5 separate regions of the Mus musculus genome follow, and regions 1, 2, 4 and 5 are each linked to region 3. Evidence: chromatin contacts called from public HiChIP or PLAC-seq and promoter capture Hi-C data. All regions are on one chromosome and are shown on one strand. The core of a region is the stretch at or near the end of the contact, and the rest is flanking DNA. Distances in the headings are between cores, read along the strand shown.

The links. Promoter capture Hi-C pulls out the DNA fragments that hold promoters and counts their contacts. HiChIP or PLAC-seq counts read pairs in DNA pulled down with a chosen protein or histone mark. Capture Hi-C pulls out chosen DNA fragments and counts their contacts.
Region 1: a promoter capture Hi-C map of liver shows a contact between it and region 3, with 2.6 times the contacts expected there. The contact joins the enhancer-like site here to the promoter of Nsmaf in region 3. A contact is called at or near these places in 4 of 39 promoter capture datasets (hippocampal neurons, liver and pre-B cells).
Region 2: a contact with region 3 is called in an H3K27ac HiChIP or PLAC-seq map of large pre-B cells, with 6 times the contacts expected there. The contact joins the promoter of Chd7 here to the promoter of Nsmaf in region 3. A contact is called at or near these places in 2 of 39 promoter capture datasets (both in liver), 1 of 115 datasets of contacts at active chromatin or transcription factors (large pre-B cells) and 1 of 9 other capture datasets (embryonic stem cells).
Region 4: a promoter capture Hi-C map of liver shows a contact between it and region 3, with 2.9 times the contacts expected there. The contact joins the enhancer-like site here to the promoter of Nsmaf in region 3. A contact is called at or near these places in 12 of 39 promoter capture datasets (the 3T3-L1 cell line, 3T3-L1-derived adipocytes, the C10 cell line and 8 more), 5 of 115 datasets of contacts at active chromatin or transcription factors (astrocytes, embryonic forebrain, embryonic stem cells and 2 more) and 2 of 9 other capture datasets (adipose tissue and liver).
Region 5: a contact with region 3 is called in a promoter capture Hi-C map of liver, with 4 times the contacts expected there. The contact joins the promoter of Rab2a here to the promoter of Nsmaf in region 3. A contact is called at or near these places in 7 of 39 promoter capture datasets (the 3T3-L1 cell line, the C10 cell line, cranial neural crest and 3 more), 3 of 484 Hi-C or Micro-C datasets (CD4 T cells, CD8 T cells and pre-B cells), 5 of 115 datasets of contacts at active chromatin or transcription factors (astrocytes, extraembryonic endoderm stem cells, large pre-B cells and 2 more) and 3 of 9 other capture datasets (adipose tissue, embryonic stem cells and liver).

What each region holds. Positions count from the first base shown.
Region 1 is chr4:8,666,008-8,668,707 of GRCm38.p6, reverse strand. No RefSeq gene overlaps it. Among named protein-coding and RNA genes, the nearest start is that of Gm8273, 20 kb to the right of the region's middle. Within about 2 kb of position 1,282, at least 126 of the 459 cell types and tissues checked have an H3K27ac peak or open chromatin away from gene starts, as enhancers often do. A contact at or near this core is called in liver, where this site is marked.
Region 2 is chr4:8,688,958-8,691,927 of GRCm38.p6, reverse strand. Chd7 (chromodomain helicase DNA binding protein 7) reads right to left here and starts at 1,522. Exons shown (of 38, transcript NM_001277149.1): 1 at 1,153-1,522.
Region 3 is chr4:6,452,844-6,455,648 of GRCm38.p6, reverse strand. Nsmaf (neutral sphingomyelinase (N-SMase) activation associated factor) reads left to right here and starts at 1,378. Exons shown (of 31, transcript NM_010945.2): 1 at 1,378-1,664. The coding sequence starts at 1,606.
Region 4 is chr4:3,952,531-3,955,444 of GRCm38.p6, reverse strand. No RefSeq gene overlaps it. Among named protein-coding and RNA genes, the nearest start is that of Chchd7, 15 kb to the right of the region's middle. Within about 2 kb of position 1,359, at least 78 of the 459 cell types and tissues checked have an H3K27ac peak or open chromatin away from gene starts, as enhancers often do. A contact at or near this core is called in the HPC-7 cell line, hematopoietic stem and progenitor cells, liver and 1 more, where this site is marked.
Region 5 is chr4:8,534,191-8,537,251 of GRCm38.p6, reverse strand. It overlaps Rab2a (RAB2A, member RAS oncogene family), which reads right to left and starts at 1,608. Exons shown (of 8, transcript NM_021518.3): 1 at 1,344-1,608. The coding sequence starts at 1,389.

The sequences.
Region 1 (2,700 bases), core at 33-2,532, 2.2 Mb before region 3:
TTTTTTTGACATTATTCTCAAAGAAGCCCAGACGGGTTGTGAACTTGAAATCTTCCTTTACAGTCTCCTCTCTCCAAGATAGTATCTATCTATCCCTCCCTCCCTTCCTCCCTTTCTCCCTCCAGTTGCAGGTGACCAAACCCAGGGCCTTCCTGCACTTGACCGGTAGGTATATTTACATCAGTGTCACCACAAATACAAGAGTGATATAATGTGCTAAGACTTTTAGGGTGGCTATGACATTATAGGTATCAGGGTTCTCTCAGCTCCATTTTGATCTTATAAGACCAGGTGCTGTTTGGTGATGGCTGGATTGTCATGCACACATAACTATGCTTAAAGCCGAACTGACGTGACCTCTGGGACTTGCATTAACAGTGTGAAGAAATGGTGGAGCACAGACAAGAGAGGCCATACATTGATGTATGTTGGACTTATAATACCCAGGGAGGGAGGCAACACTGCACATTTCTTTCTACTTTTGTGTATGTTCTGTTTCGTTATAAAAAGTTCATGAGGCCATTTGAAAGTCCAGTACTTCCCTATGTGGCGAGACAGTGCAGACATGGGTCCTGAGGAAGGCTGTTGGTGAAGCCCAGAGCATCTGAACGACCATCTTCTTGAAGAGGAGCAGGAAGCTTTTCTGATGAAACTTCACGGTGCTGGGGTTGTGTCTAGCTGTGGCCTACTAACTTTGTCACCTTGAGCTCATCTCTTACCTCCAAAGAACTCCAAGGCCAGCATCCTCCATCCTTACCTACCTGTGAGGCAGAGATAGTAATTGTGCCAACCGTATAGAACTCATTGTGCCAAAGGAAGCCATGCACAAACCCACCATGCTCCACCCAAGACAAAGTTAAATGTCCAATGGCAGTGTGGGTGTTTTATTTCCCAACAGAATGGTCACAAGAAATAAGGACATAGAGCCAGGTATGGTGGTGCTTACCTTTAATTTCAGCACCCTGGAGGCAGAGGCAAATGTTTGTGAGTTCCAGGCCAGCCCGATCTATAAAGTGAGTTCCAGGATAGTGAGTTCCTTTTTTCCTGTCTAAAAAAGTAGAAAAAAAGAAAGAAAGAAAGAAAGAAAGAAAGAAAGAAAGAAAGAAAGGAAGGAAGAAAGGAAAAGAGAAAGGAAAAAAGAAAGGAAGGAAGGAAGGAAGGAAGGAAGGAAGGAAGGAAGGAAGGAAGGAAGGAAGGAGAAATGAGGACAGGTCTAGAGTGTATAGTGCGACAGAAAACTATTGGAAGTGGCAATGGTGCCCCGGTGGAATGGAGGAATCTAAGGTCTTTGTCCACTGAGGTCATCTGGAGGTCAATGATGACATCATCATGTTCGGCTCATGATGATGTGTAGAATGCAACCAGAGAACAGATAATTAAGCAAGAAGCGCCAGTGGCAACGGGAACAGTGGAAGCTGTGTGCTTCCTTATTTGGATACGAGGAACTTGGGCAGCGAAGACAAGGGAGCCCTTTTGCAGAAGGATGGGAGTTGAGGGGCAGGAGACACTGTCCTCAGCTAGGTAGAGATGGGAGATGTCCAGCAGCCTGCTCCAAAACTCTGGGAGATTGGAAAAAAAAAATCCAGAGAGAGTTAAGGAAGGGAGCTGGGTTTCTGAGGTCTTGGTGGAAGGTGTCTGATGTTAGAATCAGCTTCATACAACAAGGATGGCCAGAGCAGCACAGGGTGGGCCCCCTTAGTGTCAAACGGGCAGGCAGGTGGCAGTCTATACCCTCTGTACTGTTGAGAAGAATGTTCTGTGGCCTTTGAAGTCACCTCCTTTATGTGACAGGAAAAGGGTGAGAATTAATCGCTTCTCTGAGTGGGCCGTGGTGGAATAGAGCCCCCCAGCTGCTGGAGGTGGAACTGCAGCTGTCTGATACTAGCGCTGGAAGAGAGCCCAGCCCCCAAAGCTAAGGGGAGACACAGCTCAAAGAAAACACAGCCTGCGACAGGCAGAGGCCCCATGGAGTGCTAGAACGGGAAACATTTTTTGTAAACACTGTTCTCTTCTCTCTACTCATCGCCTTTATTTCCACTCTACCTCATACCATGTCTGTCTCATCCTGATGTTAAGGCCAAAGAGCCGGTTAAGACAGGAAAACCTGTATCTGGAAACGTATTCACCTGCTTTGTGCTAAAATGCTCCAGAAGTATGGAGCGTGGCCTTCTGATAAGGGTAAGAGTTGGGAAGGATACATTGAAATCTACATTTGCCTACCCCACCCCTGTGCCTGCCCCTCTTTTCCTCTGCCCCTCCCTGAAAACCGAAGAAAAACATGCATGCTAATTGAACCCTCTGAGCTACACCCCCCACTCTTTTTACTTCTTAATATTTTGAGACATCTCACTAAGTTGCCAAGGCAGGTGTTGAATTTTGACTTTTAGTGTCTTAGCTTCCCCTCTATCACAGATCTGGAATTAAGACATGGCATAGGGACTCATTTGAAAAGCACTCTTGGGGCTGGAGAGATGGCTTAGAGGTTGGCTAAGCCATCTGAACTGACTGCTCTTCCAGAGGTCTTGAGTTCAGTTCCCAGCAACCACATGGTGGCTCATATCCATCTTAATGGGATCTGATACCCAATTCTAACGTGTCTGAAGACAGCGACAGTGTACTCATATACATAAAATAAATAATTCTTAAAAAAAAAAAACCAAAGCCCACTCGAGCCTTGAATTTGTGTGGGGCTGGGATACA
Region 2 (2,970 bases), core at 273-2,772, 2.2 Mb before region 3:
AAGCAAACAAACAACGCGTTCCCCGCCACCCTCCTTCCTCTCTCGCTGACCGCTCGGCCTCCAGCCACCTCGGCCGCTCGCGCCCCGAGCCGGCTCTCCGCGGGGCCACCGCGTAACCCCGGCGCTCCGGGGCCACCTGGCGACCCCCGCCCCCGCCCGGACCCCCGACAGGCTGGGGGGAGGGGAGCGGGGACGCGAGTTGGGATCGCGGATTAAAGTCGCTATTATGCCGCCGCTGGCGGCCCGGCCAGCTCGGCAAGGTGGGGTCCCCCGGTCGCCCGCCCGCACTCGCCCCAGCCCGGCTCCCTTTCTTCTCGTCCTCGCGCACTTGGGAGCTGCCGGGGAGCCCCAGGAACCCCTAGCTGCGGGCTCGGAACTCTGCGACCGCCGCCGCCACCGGCTGGGCTCGGGACGCCCCCCGCGCCGCGTGTTCGCGCCACCCCCGCCCCCGCCCCACGCGGCGCCCCGCGCACTTTCCCTGCCGCCGACCCACCTCGCCCGTGGCCGTCCCCGCACGGGCTAGCGCCGCCGCGCCCGCAGGGACGCACTTTGTTCGCGCCGGTGCGGCCGCCGCTCCCGGCGAGCGCGGCGTGGTCGGGCCGGAGCGGGGGGCGGGGGCGAGGCGGGGGGCGCCGCCGTCCCCGAGCCCCGCGCTCAGCGCCCCGCGCCCGCGCGCCCGCCGCCGCTCGCGCCGGAGTTGGAACCCAACTTTTTCCTCCTTCCCTTTTCTCTCGAACGCAGCCGGCAACTCGTGCTCGGTGCCGGCGGGAGGAAACGCGCTCGCGCTCCCCAGAGCGCAGACACGCTCCCTCCTGTCCCCGTCCCCCCCGACGCCGGCAGCACAACAAAAAGCCATTTACATGCGAGGAAGTGACCCTCGGCCGCCCCGCGCGCCCCCGCCGCCGCCGGCCCCGCGGACGCAGGCAAAAGTTGGGGCGCGGGGCGGCGCTCGGGCCGCGGGTTCGGGCCCCGGCGGCAGCAACGCAGGCGACCGGGCGGGCGGCGCTACGCTCCTGCCGACCGCGGCCCCCGCGCACCTCTCCCCGCGCCCCGCACACGCCCAACTCCCCTCTCGCAACTCCGCGCGGCCGCGGCCCGGCACGGTTTCCTGCCGCCGCCCCTCCCGGGGGCGCCGGGGAAGTCTGCGCTCACCGGCTCGCTCCTTCGCTCGGGCTAGTCAGCCGCCGCGCGCCGTGGGGAACAAAACGCAGAGCGGCTCCGGAGTTGGCTCGGCGGCCGCGGCCGGGGGCTGATCCACGGACGCGGAGTTGGCCGCGCGCGGACGGGGCTCTGGCGAGTTGCGGGGTCTCCGGGTCCCCGGGCCGCCTCCTCCGCGGCGCTCCTTTGTGTAATTCCACTCGATTCAAGTTTAATCCGATAGTTCCCGAGCACGAGCGCGTCCGCACCACCACGGCTCAACCCCCGCGCCGCCGCCGCCACCGCTGCCGCCGCCGCCGCCGCCGCCGCCGCGGCCCCAGCACGCCAGCGCCTGCGCGCGCCCTGCACGCCGCGCGCACGAGCCTCCCGGGCCGCGCGCGCCCGCGGCCGGCTCTCTCCGCGGCGCGCCCGCGCCCGCGCGCCGCCACCTGACGTCAGGCGCGCCTGGCATAATTTATGCAAGAATTCGGCCGGGGTGGCGGAGGCCGCGGAGAGGCCGAGAGAAGGGGGCGGCGCGGCGCGGGCGGCCGCCCCTTCCCGTCCCGCCGGGCGCCGGCGCAGCGGGCGGGTGTCGGTCCCGGTGCGCGGCCGCCGCAGCCTCTCGGGCCGCCTGCTGCCAGCGCTCTCGCGCGGGTGCAGAGGGTGCCACGTTTCCGCGCAGCACCTTCCCGGAGCCGCGGTGCGCCGCCCTGGGGCAGGAAGCGGAGGCCCGGAGCCCGTAGTGACCCCCCGCCACCGCGAGGGGTGGCCAGCCCGGTGCGGACCGAGGAGGCTAGGGGTGTTTGGGTGTCTCTTCTGTAATTATCCTTCAACTTGAGATGATTTTCCCACACGAAATACCTAGGATGGACGCCTTTCCTTTCAAATAGATCCATCCCTGCCTCACCACTTGGCTTTAACTGACGTCCTCGGTGATAGGACAGCGGGATCTGCCACTAAATCAAAAAGTTTTAACTAGAGAGCATTGATTTTAGTTGAATTTGTTAGCATGCCAAAAAACGAAGGGATAGCGCAATGGTTATGAAACAAAGAAATAGGATGTGTGCCCATTTTTAAACGTGTCAGAACTGGAGTGTTTTCATCATTCCTTCGCCAATGTGGCACTAAATATCATCTTCCAGCTTTGAATAGCCGACCTTCTTGCCCATTTCTCTTTCCGGTACAAGATGAATATTAACCTTGAAGACATTTTTTAAATTAGTTTCCCTCTTGTGTAATAGATATTTAAACATTTACTAAGCATCTTTTGTGTGTGAAACACGGAGCAGATTTATAAACGGTCAACAATTGTAAACTCCAGTATGGTTTTATTAGGCTAAAGACTGCACTCACTTATAAATAAGGAAGGAGGTTATACAGCCAGCTATGACAGCTGTGTAAGTGCTATTGAACTCAAAAATCGTAGAGAAAAGGCAAAGCATGCTAATCTGGCCCACTGATGGTTGTACTACTACTGAGCTTAGAATCACACAGTTTTATATGGACAAATGACTTGCCAAAACTGCTTCATTTATACTGCAGCTTAATCAGTTAGACATCTATCTCCTAATAGAAATAGTTTTACTCTTTTTTTTAAAAAATTTTTTTACAATTGTTGCTTATTTAAGTGCATTGATTCTGGTTTTCTTTCGCCATAAGTTGGATTTCTAAAAGAAACATAGTCATCAAATAGTTTACAGATAATCAGAAGAAAACATTAACACTACAGGGAAAAAAATGTGACATTGAAAATCTACTTTTTTATAGCTCCAGTATCATAAACCAAAAATCACAAATCTAATGTAAGTCTTCCACTTATAATAAGTTTATATC
Region 3 (2,805 bases), core at 129-2,628:
GAATTTGGCCAAGGAGAGACTCTGTCACTCTCCACCACTACCAGGACCACATCTTTCCTCAATGTTTAATGAAAAGAAAACTTAGATTCTGGTCTATTTTTTAATTACTTTATTCCAGCCAAATTAATTTCTCTCCTTTGAGTCCATAGCATCTACTATACTATTTGCCACACAGAAAATTTTCAGATGGTATCTTAGCCATTCTCATAATCTTATGTCATTGTGCACACATGCACACAAGCTCGTTCCCAAGGACCATTAGGGTAGTTACAGAGTCTGTGCAGCACTCGGATAAAAGGAAGAGATTCACTGACATAGGGTACTCAGGTCTCTTCAGTTATGACTTCCGATCTTCCCCCACATGCTGCCAGTGATGAAGGACAGCTAATTGTTGCCATTGTTGTGCTTTTTTTTCAACCCTGCAGAACTTGATTCTTAAGCCAACACTAGGAGTGTTTCAACACACACAACTTAGAGGCTTGTTATTTGAGAGTCCCTTAAAGGTAAGCAATATCCAGCGTATTCTCAGGGTATTGAGAAATCATAACCCCAATGAAATACGAGTCATAGTTGGCAGGACAGAATATAAAAGGTAAGTATTGTTGAAGGTAAGAACCTTTCTTTACTGCTAGTGGGAGTTAAATGGATACTTTGAAAGCACAGTAGCAGACTTTCAGAGTTCACAGATGGACTTATTAAAACAGTCTAGAAACTCCACCCTTTGATTTCGACTTCACTCAACAGAAATGAAAGCATTTACACACATAAACGGGTACGTGAATGCTTATAGCCAAAAGGTGGGAACACTGCTGTGCCTGGCAACTGTTGAATATATTAACAGGAATGCAGTGTGTGATACAATGGAATACACTTCCGTGATAAAAAGGAATAGAATGTTGACTTGTGCTATACCTCAGACGAACCTTGGAAGCATTGTGCTAAATGAAAGAAATCAGACACAAAGACCACATATTGTATGGATGTTTTTATTCTAGATGTCCAGGCTAGGCAAATTCACAGAGACAGAAAGTTAAGTACTGTTTTCTAGGGCAAAGGTTTGTGGAGATGCACCTAGGAGTAGTGATTGCTAAAAGGTAAAGGTTTCTTTTTGAGATAGTAAAAATATCCCATCACTGTGATAATAGTTGCAACCTAAATATGAATATTACTAAGAACCGCTACACCATACACGGGCGAAAAAAATAAAATAAAATCCCATCGATTATTTATTTCAAAGACTGAAATTTGGGACTAAACATCCAAAAACCTTGTTATTTCAAATCCCCGCCGCCAACGAACTGGGGGGCTCCCGGGCAGGTCTCAGGCTCACGTGGGAGGTATCCTCGCCGCAGCAGCGCTGCAGAGGTTAGTCGGGGCAGTGTAGGACGCGGCTCCCGCGGCCTCAGGTCACTGCGCGCCCCTCCTCCGGGCCTGAGTCACGGCGTCGCCCGAGTCCCCACGCGAGGATGCTGCGGTGAGCGCCGTCCGGACGCCGCGGGCCCTGGGGCGCAGCGTGGGGCTCCCGGCCGCCCGCCCGCCTGCCCGCCCGGTGCGGCCGCTCGGGACTGCTCGGGACAGTCGGCGGCCTGCGAGCCCTGGGCCTCCATGGCGTTCACCCGGAAGAGGCAGCGCGAGCAGCAGCTGCAGCTCTACTCCAAGGAGAGGTGCGCGGGGCGGGAGGCCGGGCCGGGCGGCAGCCGGGGACTCTCCTGCAGGCCGCGGCCGCCTCCGGGGCCGCAGAGCCGCGCGCGGGTGGGCCCGGCTGGCGGGGGCGCCTGGGGACGCGAAGGCAGGGCGGTCCCCGCGCCCGCCCGCCCGCCGTCCCACGCCGGCGTCTCCCCACCGACCCTCCGCGCCCTGCATGGGAGGCTGTTGGGGAAGCGCGTGCGGCGGGGCGGCCGCGGTCAGCCGCGGCCCAGGGAGGACGTGGGTAGAGCTCCGGCCTCCCTCAGATCCCGTCCCCGCACAGGAAAGCGCACTTCCGCCCCGTGGGTCCCTCCCAGGGCGGTTGGTTTTGTGACCCAGCTGTGGTTCCAGCGGGAACGCGGGCTACATTTTTGTTTGTTTGTTTTGAGATGCGGGTTTGTCTGTGGGAGCCGGGATCCGACGGTCACGTTGTTGCTGAGTGGATCCAGCGAAGCAGGCTATGCCAGGAAATGCAGGTGCAGCTTTTATTCTGGGTGCTCTGCGGAGGCTTCACCTGTAGCTATTGCTCAACCCGCCCTCTTCCCCAAGCCCCGCATCTCTCTCTAAGATGTAGTGGGCTGGCAGGGTGGTCCGCGCTGAAATTACCTTTCCACCTCCGGAATTTAAATGGAATTTCTTTGTCTGGCACCCGACGACTTGTTAAGACTTGTTGGTGCTCTGTGTTACATTGAAGAGCATTCAGATTAACATTTGAAATGTTTTAAACGCGTGGCCTGTCATGTTTCTAGGACTTAGTCATTTGTAACAATCCTGTGATAAACAGCGAAATCGGACAGGGGGTGTTTTGTCGTAGATTCTGACTTATTTTAATCGTCTTACGCTGCTCTGTAATGTTAGAGGAACTCGCTGCCCCGGTTATTTCCAGCAAATGCTGGTTTGTTTACATATTATGTACATATGTTCACAGTACTCCAAGGTAGGAGTGCTCCCAGCCCAAACATTTATCAGCTGCCAGCATCAACTCTTCCCTACACTCAGCACCAGCAGCTGATTTCTACTTCCTGATCACCCCAAATTTTTATTTTGAACGTAAACCAAGCAGATTCTTTATAAATCATAGAATCCATTTTTAAAAAGGGGAACTTTTAAAAGTTAACT
Region 4 (2,914 bases), core at 110-2,609, 2.5 Mb after region 3:
CTACACACACACACGCACACACACACACACACACACACACACACACACACACACACACACAGAGCTAGAAGTAAAACAGGATTATAAACTTAGCCACACCTCCAACCACTGAAGGTGTAATTCCCTCACGAACATTCCTTCCCCTCTCAGCTTTCCACACCTTCTCATGCATCCCCCCAGTGCAAAGTTTTAAATGAGCAGGAAATAAAATTGGAGACAGAAGAGGTAACTGAATGAGGCAGTCACCCACACACTCATCTTAGGGAATGCCAGGAGGCTACACAAGATTGGAGGCGAACAGACCCATGACTGCGCTGTGGCAGAAGAAAGCTGGTGTGAGTTTTTGGTGGTGATGATAATAATATAGTTTGTTTTTCCCAGGAGGTGGAGAACTGTGGTCTATTTGGGTTGTGAAAGACACTCTTCACAGTGAGAATCCTCTGCTGAAGTCATCATGGGATTGGAATGCTGTTCCACAAGGACATGTATATTGAAGTGAATGAAACAGACAGGGATGACACTGGTTGCCAAGTGTAGCCTATAAACTGAAAACACCCTCCAGGATCTGCAGCGTCCCAAGGAACTTCCTCTTCAGAAGTCGTTACTACAAGAAAAGGGCAAACCAACACGTTTATCCAGGAGGAAAAATACATCTTCTACTTGGCTGTGATCCAGGCTTCTTGCCTTATTCTTTCTTGCTATTTTGTGGCATAGAGTACTTTGTCATCTCTCACTAAAGTCACCTCTCATAGCTTTTGCAGTAGTAGAGGGTAAGGCAAGAATGATGGGTGCAAAGTACTATACATTTTTTGAAAGATTTTCTAGAGTGGATGAAAAGGGTGAACCCACTACAATATTTAGAATATTCTTAATGTGTAACTTTCTCCCAGAGTATGCAGCTCTCATTCACTTTAACAATCTCTGATTTACAAACTTGGTAAGTACGAATTGGTGAAATAAATGAGAATTTGGATAATAGCTGCAATTATGAGGTTTGGAAAACAGAATAGACACTAAGAAATAGGGTCAGCCTGGAGCACAGAGGAAGAAAACTGGCAACTTTGTCTACTGAGCAGGTCACTTGAATGCACTAAGGCTCAGTCTTACATCTGCAAACCAGGAAGGCTGACTTCTCAGAGCACATGCAACTTTCAGTGTAATTAATTATGTTTCTGAGAGTGTTTTACGAAGTGAAAATGAAAGTATGAAGTATCACAGTCGTCTCTGCCTTTGCACTTTCCAGAAGTACAGAGCACTGCAAGGATACAATGAGCTATACCATCACATAATCCCAGAGTCAAGGAGACCTGTACTCCATGCTGCATTATGGAAATGTGAACCTTGTGTAGAAAGTTCAAGTTTCAGGAAGAGTAGATGAGGCTAGACTAGGCAGAGTCAGAGGAAGTGAGAGGAGGTTCTCTGAAGGGAATGAAGGACTGATTGAAAAGTGGAGTGGAGGGAAGGGAGGAGAGAGTAGGGAGAATTCTAGTTGGTAGCAGAACAGTCTAAGCAACAGTCAGCTTCTTTATGTAAATTGTGCCCTAAGCATTGGTGGGGAGGGGGGAGTACTGTTTATTCTCACTTCCATCTAGCTCCTTTTGAAATCTTCAGTTGCTGCCCAGTGGACTCTTGTATGCTTCTCTTGCTTACTGATGATTTCAGATGGGGATGAAGAAACTAGGACAGTGGTAGTCCAGGAGTAAAAACTCTCAGGAGACAGCAATATGGACCAAATGGTAGAACAATAAGAGGGAAGGTGTGGAAAGGGGCACTTTGTTTGGTTTCAGACAGCCTTTTCCTGCAGATGCAAGAGAGTGTTATCTTTTATAGTTGGGGTTTTTGAAAGGACTAGGTGGCTGGCCTAAAGTTCACTGTGGCTTTTAGTGATGAATAATCCAGTCTCAATACACGCCTCTCAAATATCAGTATCTACCCACCCAACTCATGGGTTTCTTTATGGTCACTATAACCAATTTTTTAAATTATAATTTCAAAACACAGAAGATGCTTAAGGGTGAAACAATTCATTCAGATGATCCAGATAATAGGGCGCAGAGCCAAAACTCACATAAACACAATGCTCTTTTCACACTTTGCCATGTAATACTTATGTTATTAATCAGGACATTTGGCTTTTTACTTTCATTGTGGCTGTTTCAGAAGCCAGCATAGCCATCTTTGCCCAGTTACCCTGCACCTGGTTGAATTACCCTCTCATTCTGTCATTTTCTGTTCTTCCCTTTGTTTGAATTTGCTTGTAGCTTGCCCTCTTTCCTACCAGTACCCAGGTATGTGCTTTGAAATGACCCTTACTTTCTTTATTTCTTTAAGAAAACTCTCAGGACTTGAATGAGAAATCCAAGTGGTCTCAAACAGGAGATGCTGAGTGGGTAGACTTAGGTGATCTTTGTAGACTGATCATTTTACAGTCCAGTGTGTGCTAAACAAGCACTCCACCACTGAAGCCCCAAGTAGTTCAGTCCCCAAAATAGTCTTTTTTAAAATGTGATTTCACAGTTTTTTCTAAAGGAAGGTGCATATCCAGTGCATACCTACCATCTCACTGTGTGATAGCACCATCCAGCTCTTACAAGGAAAACTAGCCATTTGTTGAGAACTCCTACAAATTTCTCAATCTGAGCACAGCCTATGACTCACAAACAGAACTCTATGCAGTTGCAGGATGTTCATCTGAAACACTGACAACAGCAGAAATGGCTCCTGAAACTGAAAACTATCACTGGCAACTGTTGTCTTTATGAACAAAAATCAAATCACCACACCCCTCTCCTGTTTGAAGTGAGGCATACCATTCCTCGTCCTTCCTTTAAAAAACAGAAGGCAGAATGTGAAAGATCACATTTAGAGTCCTCCACTGCCTGATTTTAGTGAATAGTTGTGTCCCCCAGCTATG
Region 5 (3,061 bases), core at 359-2,858, 2.1 Mb before region 3:
TCCTGTTTCACACACCCAGGCACACTGTAGTTAGTCTGACATCTCCAATTTTACTTGTTTTTTTTTTTTTTTTTTTTTAAAATAACTCAGTGCTTTTATTTTAGATACCACTTTTCCAGTTTACAAAATATGGCTTTATCCAGTACCTTGCATAGAAAACCATCCAGTTTCCTTACACACACACACACACACACACACACACACGGCTGAAAAACTGTATTAACTGCAGGAAGTTTGTGTTAGGTAGCAATCAACATACTTCCAGAGTTACTTATAGAACCTGCTACATCATAGGGCAACCTCAAGATGCTTCTACATTTACAAAGTTGTGTAAGGGGTCCAGGTTGTGCAACACTCACCACTGAAATCAGACTCTAGTGTATTAATAGTTTTAACACCTAAATAAGCTTTACGTTTATTATTAGATTCGAAATATGGCCCAAATCGCAGGTATTCAAAGTATTTCATGAACAGCTTGCTTATTTGCTTCAGAAACTTATGAGGATGCTATTTTTAAGTGGGAACTTTTTTTTCCTTTTTTTTTTTGCTACAAATGTACACGAGGTCACCTGAAAATTAACAGTTGTGATCCTGGACTTGACAAAACCGAAAAAAAAGAAAAAAAAATCAGTAGTAAGTCAGCATACCCACAGTATGCTCACACCCAGCCCACTGACCTGCCTTGCATTACTATCAAGTCAAATAATGCCAGCATACACGTGGCAAAAGTCGCCAGAGCTCAATGGTGCTTTAATGATCCCGAGAAGAATTGCCCTGCCATCGAGTCATGTGATCTCACTTATTCGGACTTGGAGATTGAGGATATTTCCAAAAAAATTTAGGTTTTTTTCTTTTCCTTTTTTAATTTTTTTTTTTCCTCCCCAAAAGGCTGTCCCACTTCAGGGTGCGCCTTGCCAGGGCCTAGACGGAAGCGTGCAGGTCGGGGAGGTGGGACCAGGGAGAAAAATCTGGACCGGGGCCCGTCACGCTCCAATTCGTTCGACTTCCCTCTCTCTCCCCGGGCCGCGGAGACAGTCGAGGCGGGGGCCCCCCGGGGACGGCCGTGCTGCTGTCACACTCTCCGGGAAGTGGCAAACGGCTGCCGCGGGCCTGGCTGCAGCGGGCCCGGGCGGAGCAGGGAAGGAAGGCCCAGGCAGGCCGCGGCCGCTCGCAGCGCCCACGTCACCAGCGCCAGCACTGCGGAAATGGAGCGGCGGCCAGGGGACCGAGGGAGGATGGGAGGAAGGGAGGCGCTGCGCCCCCGACCCGCGCCGCTCGGCGCCGCCGCCGCCGTTTGCCCCGCCTGCCCGCCCCGGTCGCCCCCGGCCCGCCGCCGGCCTCACCTGTGTCGCCGATGATGATGTACTTGAAGAGATAGGCGTACGCCATGGCCGCGGCCGCTCCGTGCCAGGCTCACGGCTCCTCCTCCCGCTGTGCGCCTCCTCCGCGCCCTCACCGGCGCCGCTCGGCCGCGAACCCGGGCCCCGCCCGCCGTCGGTCGCCGTCAGAGCCAGCAGCAAAGGCCGAGGGGCAGCGGGACGAACTGACAGCGCCGAGCGCGGAGCACAGCGGCCCAGCCCTTCGGAACAATAACAGCCGCGGCGCCTCCGCCCCGCCTCCGCGCCGACCCGGAAGTGCTGCCGCCGCCTGCGCCGCCGGAGGAGAGGGGAGGAGCCGCGGCCGCGCCCTCCGGTCGGAGTCCCGCCTACCCCGGAGCCCCGCCTACCAGGCCGGGGCTCGGGGAGTCGCGAGGAAACGGAGCCTGCTAGGTTCAGTCGCCGCCCTCTCTCTCTCTCTGTGTGTGTGTGTGTGTGTGTGTGTGTGTGTGTGTGTGTGTGTGTGTGTGTGTAATCGTGGTATGTCCCTATAATGCTGTTATGTCGCTCTTAAAAAGATGTAAAAAAAAACCCAACTGTATAAATATTGAAGTAAATATACATTTGCATGCTGTTTATCAGACCAGGATTCTAAGTGCAATGTTGTGTATAGGTGTAATGTGTACAATATATGGCTTAATCATGTTTTGTGTATGTATTGTACGAAAAACTGAAATAAATACAGAAGCAACATGAAAGGAAATACCTGGTATGACATGATGGAATTAGTAAAAAACATATGTGTGTGCATGCAGTTTGAAGGTACTTTTGCCTTTGAATATATTCTGTATATATTGCCAGTGCTGCCAACTAGAGGCAAACCCAGTTCTTTAAAAGCCCAGATTTTAAAGAAGGTGGAGGACAGAGTTAGTTTACTATCTGAAACAGTTTTCTAGAGAGCCCACTTACAAGAAAGTGACTATCAAAAGGACAAAGGTTACTACAAGTAAGCCATGCATTTATAATCTCAGCACTTGGGAGATAGAGGCAGGAGGATCAGGAATTCTGGGTCATTCTTTACAACACTGAGGGGTCAAGCATGAGACCCTATCTAAAAAAAAGTGTGTCCCCAAAATGTACAGATAAAAGCACTTGCCATGCAAGCCTGTCTTGAGTTCATTCTCTGGAAACCACAATAGAAGGAGAAACACACACACAAAGTGAGAGAGACAGAGAAACAGAGAGAATATAGCAGAATGATGTTCGTGGATCTGTTCAGGAAATTTAAGAGTTGTGTAAGGAAGCTGATTTAATGCTTCCATCTCTCTTCTGTTGCTGGAGGAGGAATGAGTGGGCTTTTGTGGCTTTCGTGGCCAGCCTCCTGCTGACTGTCATCCCTTCCCTTGGGAATCAACCATTCTGTGATTATAGTTGATGGTACCATGCTAGGATGACTGAAGTTGGTTGCTACTTCATTTGCACAACTGACAAGCAGGACCTCACTAGGTTTTTCTTCATTACTAGGGAGGTGGTTTGCTAAAGGCTCAGGAACTTGATGTGAAAAGCAACTGAAAAAAATGGGGTTCACTGGTCTTTGGGACCTTCCCCGGGTGCTTCAGGCTTGAGGCTGTTTTGCCTAAGGGACTTCACTCAAGTCATCTTTTCTGGGTGTCTGTTCAGAAACTCGGGTCCTTACTCTCAGAGTGTGGTCTTTACTATCTCAGCTCCCGAAGGACAACTCTGTA